2 separate regions of the Muntiacus reevesi genome follow, and region 2 is linked to region 1. A link is a contact called in public Hi-C data. All regions are on one chromosome and are shown on one strand. Each heading gives the region's core, a stretch centred on a gene start, on an enhancer-like site or on the middle of the called end of the contact. The rest is flanking DNA. Distances are from core to core; before and after follow the strand shown. Region 1 holds the start of ZBTB5 (zinc finger and BTB domain containing 5). Region 2 holds the start of SLC25A51 (solute carrier family 25 member 51).

Region 1 (3,377 bases), core at 267-2,766:
AATTTCCTGGGATTTCCAGACCAGACTAAAGCAGTAGGAGGCGACCTTCCCTTGGTTTAGGGGCTTTTTTCTAAAATCCTCTCTCTCTCCTCTCTCCACCTGGTCTCTTTCTCTCTCTGCTAATCTTTTAGCTTATCACGCTCACCACGGAAATCACAAAAACAGAATGCAGTTTCTCCAGAAAACAATGAGACACCTAACCCACCTTCTTTAAATTAATCTAAATCACAACAGACAGTACAAGGATAACAAATCATCAGTGATGTCTAAGGCACAGCATTCTCTTCAGTCTCTAAAGAAAGATCCCAATGTACGTAATATCTTCTACCTACTACAACTGAAAGGTATATGAACATATTTTGGAAATATTTTTGCTTCAATTCTTGAAGGTGAGGGGTTTCTTACTTCCATTCATTAAAATTAACCAGGATTCAAGCATACTACTTAGTACTCAATTTACCTATATTTTTTTTCCTCCAAATTATTTACAATTTGGGTCCTATTCAGAAATTTGCTTCCACAGTACCCTCCACGATGCCAGAAGGCAGACTGACTTAATGACAAAGGACTTTCTCTCGAAGGAAAAAACCTAACCTTCGACCCCCCTTTAATTTACTGCCTAATGTTAGTCTCTAAGTAGTATAAATCTTTATGTCCTCCAAACGAGGGGAGGAGGGGGCAAGGCTGTTCTTGCCACTGAATTCCCCACAGCTCCTAGCACGAAGCCTGGAAGCAGAGGCCGTCCAATAAATGCCTATAAACACTTTAGTCTTCTGATAAGTTGGGGCATTCCAAAACACTAACTCCACCCGTGCAGGGTCAGCCTCGGGTTCCCGATTCCAGACCGCCTTGGCCTTGCTCTGATGAAATGAAACCTCGTCGCTCAAACAGACCCAGGATGGGGGCAAGGGAGCCACCCGACCCCATCCCGCAGATCTATTCACCTCGCCAGGCTGTTGGTCGCAAGCCGGTCCCCCCCGAGCCCAGTAACCAACGTCGCCCGCCGGCAGATGCAAGTGGGCAAGAACCCCCGCCCCACCCTGCGGACAGACAGCCTGGCGTCGGGACACCGGGGACGCCTGCGCAGAACACGCCTCCCACTAGCCTGGCCCCTCCGCTCCGAGGGTTAACAATACTCCCTCAGAAAGACAGACAGGGTGGGCGGGGGTGGGGTGTGGAGGGCAACCGGTACGCGTCTGCGCGCGTCCGGACGCCAGGACGAGACCCCGCTCGCGCCGCCCACCCAGCACCCCCAGAGATCAACCGTCTCCACGTGAGCGCGCCCACGCGCGCCGCCACCGCTCGCCTTGACAGGGTCGCCTCACCTGAGCCGGGCTCCGCCCCCCTTCTCGAAGGAGGAGGCGGTGACCCTTCTCCGATCCCTCCCGACAGTGTCGGAGGAGGTGGAAACCTCCAGGCTGGCGCCTCCGTGATGGGATTCCTCCCTTTTCCGCCCACCCCGCCTCCAGTGCCTCAGCTCCTCCAGCCCGTTCGCCACCGCACTCTGAGAACGCCGCGGCGGCTGCCCACAGCAAACGGAAGTGACGCGACACGACTCGCTCACTCCGAGGCTTTGCTCCGCCTCCCCGCCGAGCTGCAACCAATCAGACGGGGAGAGGGCGGGGCAGCGGCAGCAGTGCAGCCAGTCGACGCTCCGAGTCCGGAGGAATTTACTCTGGAACGCTGACCAATCCCGGGTCCCGGGAGCCTCGCTGTGTTTACTACAGACCGAATCCGTGAGCCCCGCGACCAATAACCGTTTGCCTTACAACACGTAGAACTGTTATCAAACGCCTTTTAAGGCGGTATTTATCACCAAGCTGCTCTAGGTTTGGACTACAGAAAAGCGACTGTGTGCCGAAGCATATCGAGAACCGTGGTGGTGGAGGCCAGCAGGCTTTCCGCCGAACCCCACCAATCCCAGCCACTACTGCCTGATACCTGAGCCAGGTGTGAGCAGAGCCCGCGAGGTAACGGGTCCCCAGGATTCCTCCGTCCTCACGGCGCCCGGCTCCCTCTTTGGTGATCCCGGGCTCCCACTCTGCTGCGAACTCCCTTCGCGGGGCTCACACAGTCACCGGGGCCGAGGTTGAGATCCCACCTCGTAGATTTTGGAATAAAATAAGTTCCAAGAAACTGTTTAGGTTGAACTAAGCCAAAATCCAGGTTAAAGACGTTGAACTGAAAATGGGACGGATCCATCTGACCGCAGTTGAGTCCGACACAGTCCCACAGGCAATCCCGGTATTATTTTTAAAAGGGAACATCCCACTTCAGCACTTAACATCCAGTTATCATTACATCTGATCCATCCCTTCAGATCATATGCGTTTTTAATGTTGCTTTTGGTGTGTTCCCCCCCCCCCCTCTTTGAGGCCTCAAATGAAATCTGATGGTAAATTGTATTCGTTAAGATTCTCTGACATTTTATAGCCCTTGCATGTATTTTACTGCCAGATTGGGCAGCTTCAGGGAAAAGAAGGTGGGGGGGGGGCGGATGCTGACAATAAGCCAGTCCTTTCACATGTGTGATCCTTAGAGACATATTATCAGCTAGATGTTGTTTCAGACTTACAGACTGGCAAAAAATTTAAAAGATTCGTATGTTCAATTCTCAGAAGAGTGTGAGAAAAAAGTCCCATCCTATATTGCAGTTGGGAGTATCATTGCTACTTCCTGAGGATAACGTGGTATCTTCAAATTTTAAATTGTATGTTCATTCTCTTCTAGCTGGCAATTCCTTTCTAGAAATTCTCCTTAAATAAACAAATGTGGAAAAGTATGTACGAGATTGTTGAGCACAGCTTTATTAGTGGCAGACACAAGGAAACGTGAATGTGCATCTATAGAGGATTATAATGCATGGATACACTGTATCCACTGTACATGTAACCTGACTCCTTTATCACTAATGACCTCATATACATACAAAACAAAACCAGTAAAAACCTGTGTGTGGATGTACACATAAAAGCTGGTAAATGTATGGATGAGTATGAAAGAATACCATTAAACTGTTCATAAAAATTACCTGAAGGTAATGAAATGAAGTTGGGAAGGTGATAAGGAAATATTTTAAGAAGGCCTTATTAATTTTTTGCCTTTGCATACATCTGTATCAATTTAATTTTAAAATGAGCTTTATTATTTTAATAGTACTTACGAAAACCAGGAATTTTAGATTGAATTTTCAACTCATTGATAAAATTATTCCTAAATTAAGCTATAAATTTCCCAAGAAAAGTATAATTAAGATACTTTTGGAAGCTAGACATTGATTCTAAATTCATAAGAGACGCTAATACTACAAAAATAGCCAAAAAAAATCTGGGGGAAATTAACAAGGCAGCCATTGTTGTTGTTTAGCTGCTTAGTCT
Region 2 (3,377 bases), core at 253-2,752, 390 kb after region 1:
AAGTTAATTAAGCTGACTTTTATTAAACTCCAAGTGTCAATCAAACTTCTGTGGCAGAAAAAAACAGTGTAAAGTCTAAATGCTCACTGTAATTTACAGCCCACGGGATAAGACCAAGATGTGATCCAGCACAAAGGTCTTTGTGCAAAAACTGGGGAGAAAGCAACTGTAATTCTCAAAGGATGTTGACTCCCGCAAGTCAGCAGGTCTGAGTCAGCATTCAGAGCAAGATTAATCTGGGTTCTAGTCCTAGTTAGGACACTATCTTGCTACTATAAATACAAAGCAACGTCTATAATTTAAAAATTCCACTTCTCTGGGCTAACTTTAATCTACCAAAGGAGAAACCAGATAAATGCACTCTCTCTTAAAGGTAACAGCTTGTGATCTTTCCTTGGGATGCACTCGAGGTGACTCCAGATCCAAAGCGCCTAACCTGTGCTCTGGAACCACTAGCGGGCCCAACCAGTGCTGACACCTTTTGATTTTATGGAATTCTTTCAAAACAAGGGCACTACAGAGTTACTTTACGGGCTTCTGTTTCTCTGCTTGCAGGTGGGGATTAAGACCAGGTGTGTACAGCTGTAAGGGGCAAAAAAGAAAAGCGTAAATAAAGCTGAGACATCAACACGCTCCACCTAGATAAGCTTAGTAATTGGTACAGAGATTTTCAATTAACAATGCCCACCCCCACTTCTCCACCATCACCAAAAAAATAAAAATAAAAATAAAAAACCAGCCTAGTACAACGGAGTTTCTCGCAACGCGAAGCAACATGGTGTCGCAGAACAAGCATTGTCTGGCCGGGTAGCTGAACTTACCGCTCCGCTGGCGTCCATTTCCCCGGCCTGTGGCTAAGGGGGAGGGGAGGGGAGTGGACGGGATCGTCCAGGCCTCTCCAGTCCCTGACATTCAACGGAACCAGAGGTCCCGGAATCCCAGGCCCCGAGACGGCAGGAGCCCTTCAGCGGTCCCAGCGCCGCGCTCCCAGGACTCGGGCAAAGCCCGGCCCCTCCCCGCCCCGCTATCAGGGCTCGCCGGGAGGCACCTCCCCGCCCGGGGCGCGCCCAAACGGACGCACAGCCTCCTCCGCCGAAAAGGCTCTTCCCGGCAGCCAGACGGCGCCCTCGGCCCGGAAAGGCCCGGTGGCAGGCGGCAGAGCAGGGAGCCTAGAGCTGGCCCCGGCGACCGCGGACCCCACCCGGGATGGCGCGCGCGGGAACTGCGGGGCGCACCGAGGGGAGGCAGTGCGCGCGCGCGGACGGGGGTGGGCGCCCAGCAACCGCGCCAGAGGGCCGGGCAGACGGCCTCCTCAGAGCCGCCTTCGTGCTTCCACTCACTCCACGCGGAGGCCGGGGACACCCCGTGCTTTCCTCTCGCCTGCCTCCCCACTCACCCATCGCCGCGGGCGCCCGGCTTCCACGCCCGGCAGCGGCCCGCCCGCAGGTTGGTGAGCCCGCGAGCCGGCGCAGGCGCAGACCTTGACCGACCCAGCGCTCTGGGCGGGGCGTGACGCGCGGGCGGGGCGTGACGCGTGGGCGGGGCGTGACGCGGTGGGCGGGGCGTGACGCGGCCGGCGCCGCCGAGCCCGGTCACGTGAGGGAGACGCTGACGCACCACCTCTCCGTAATCCCGCGGAGGGTCAGGTGAGGCCGGCTAACTCCTGGCAGCGGTTCGCCGCCGCGGGGCAGGTGTTGGGTCACCCATCACACCTGTCGTCGGGCTGTGGGGTTCCGCTTGCTGGACTAGCGCGCCCCTGGTGTACGGTGGCCCTGCCGCGCCACAAACAGCCAACGCTTTTGCTCGTGCGCGGCCTGTGGGAGGACCCCTGGGAATCGGCAGTTGTGGATGCAAGCTTGCACGTGGGCCTAGGCCTGCAAAGCCCCCACCTCGCTACCGTTTGTGCCATTGGTTAGATTTCATCAAACGCTTGGAGCTGCCTTTGGTCAGCTACTGATACTGCAGTTCACAGAACACCGTTAGAGTTTACAAATGTGTGTGCTCTAAAACACACAGATGATTTTAAAGCCCCGTTTCCTTCCATTTCAGACAACTTGCACGTCTTGGACTCCACTGCACTCAGAGTTAGGAGGCCTGGGTCAAGTCATAGCGACCCTGAGCCCCAGATCTCTGGAAAGGAACGCCTGCCTCGCATCTCTCTTGGCCTTTGTAAGAATCACTGGGAATAACGATCTGACTCTTATCAACTGGAAGGCACATGGATGTGAGGGACCGAAGGAAATGGAAAGGTCAGCCTGGGAGCGAGGTCCTCTGGAGGATCATCAAATATGTGATGGCGTACCAGGTGACTCGTTGCTAAAGAATCTGCCTGCCCATGTAGAAGGTGCAAGAGCCCCTGGTTCCATCCCCGGGTGAGGAAGATCCCCTGGAGTAGGACATGAAAACCCACTCCACTATTCTTGCCTGGAAAATTCCATGGACAGAGGAGCCTGGCGGGCTACAGTCCATAGGGTTGCAAAAAAGAGTCAGACACAACTTACAACTAAACAACAACGACATGCTCTTGACTTGGGGTTTGTTCAGTGAGCAGCTCCACTGGGTGAAACAAGGTGGGGTGGCTCTCTCTGTGTACCTCCCCTGAGAGCACTTGGTAGATACTGACTGCTTGAGCTGGTCTGCTGAACTGCTTCTTGTGATGTGGGAGGCCATGCTACCTAATTTCAGCCAGGGCTCTGCTGAGGTACCTACTGTGTACCACTGTGTTCTCTTGGGGGAGCTTAGAGTGCAGAGAAGGCTGTAAAAGCCATAACTGAAAATTCAGAAGCATGGGGGGGCCTTTCCCCTTAAGAAAGAAACAGGGATGGCTTCATAGAGGAGGAAGTGTTGAATTGGGCCTTGGAGGATAGTGAGTGAAATTTGGACTAGTGAGGGAAGTCATAGCAGAAGGAGATAAGATTGTAAAGGTCAGGAGGTGGGGTCTGATGTTGCAAACCTTGACAGTTAGATGCAGGCATCTGGCATCTAACTAGTGTGCATAGATAGATTTCAGGCTCCACGGATAATGACAAGGCCATTCTGTACCTTGAAATCATTAAAATTGGGCAACAGTTGGGGAAAGGCATTTATGCCAGAATTATGTTTGCCCTGTCGTGTGTGAATTCCTATTTGGATGTATTATTTGAAAAATAAATAAATTAGGCAGGCACCCAGTGTGTTCATAGCATAAATAATTCATTTCTGATTAGAATGGAGAGGTTATTCTCCTGTGGCAAAGCCTGAAGAGGAGGCAAAAATGGAAACTAAACACACAGCTGGGTCACAACAGACTCAAAAGAGGGGGGAATCCCCTCAAAAGAGGGCAGTGTCGACAGGAACACTCAGCTCGGGAGCTAAGCCAGTCTTTCTTTTATGCAGCC

Evidence for each region. A called contact is a pair of places that touch in the nucleus more often than the background predicts.
Region 2: a Hi-C map of muscle shows a contact between it and region 1, with 4 times the contacts expected there. The contact joins the promoter of SLC25A51 here to the promoter of ZBTB5 in region 1. A contact is called at or near these places in 2 of 3 Hi-C or Micro-C datasets (blood and muscle).

The regions. Positions count from the first base shown.
Region 1 is chr17:57,425,543-57,428,919 of mMunRee1.1, forward strand. ZBTB5 (zinc finger and BTB domain containing 5) reads right to left here and starts at 1,517. Exons shown (of 4, transcript XR_010659491.1): 1 at 1,326-1,517.
Region 2 is chr17:57,813,439-57,816,815 of mMunRee1.1, forward strand. SLC25A51 (solute carrier family 25 member 51) reads right to left here and starts at 1,503. Exons shown (of 5, transcript XM_065908021.1): 1 at 1,397-1,503; 2 at 437-582.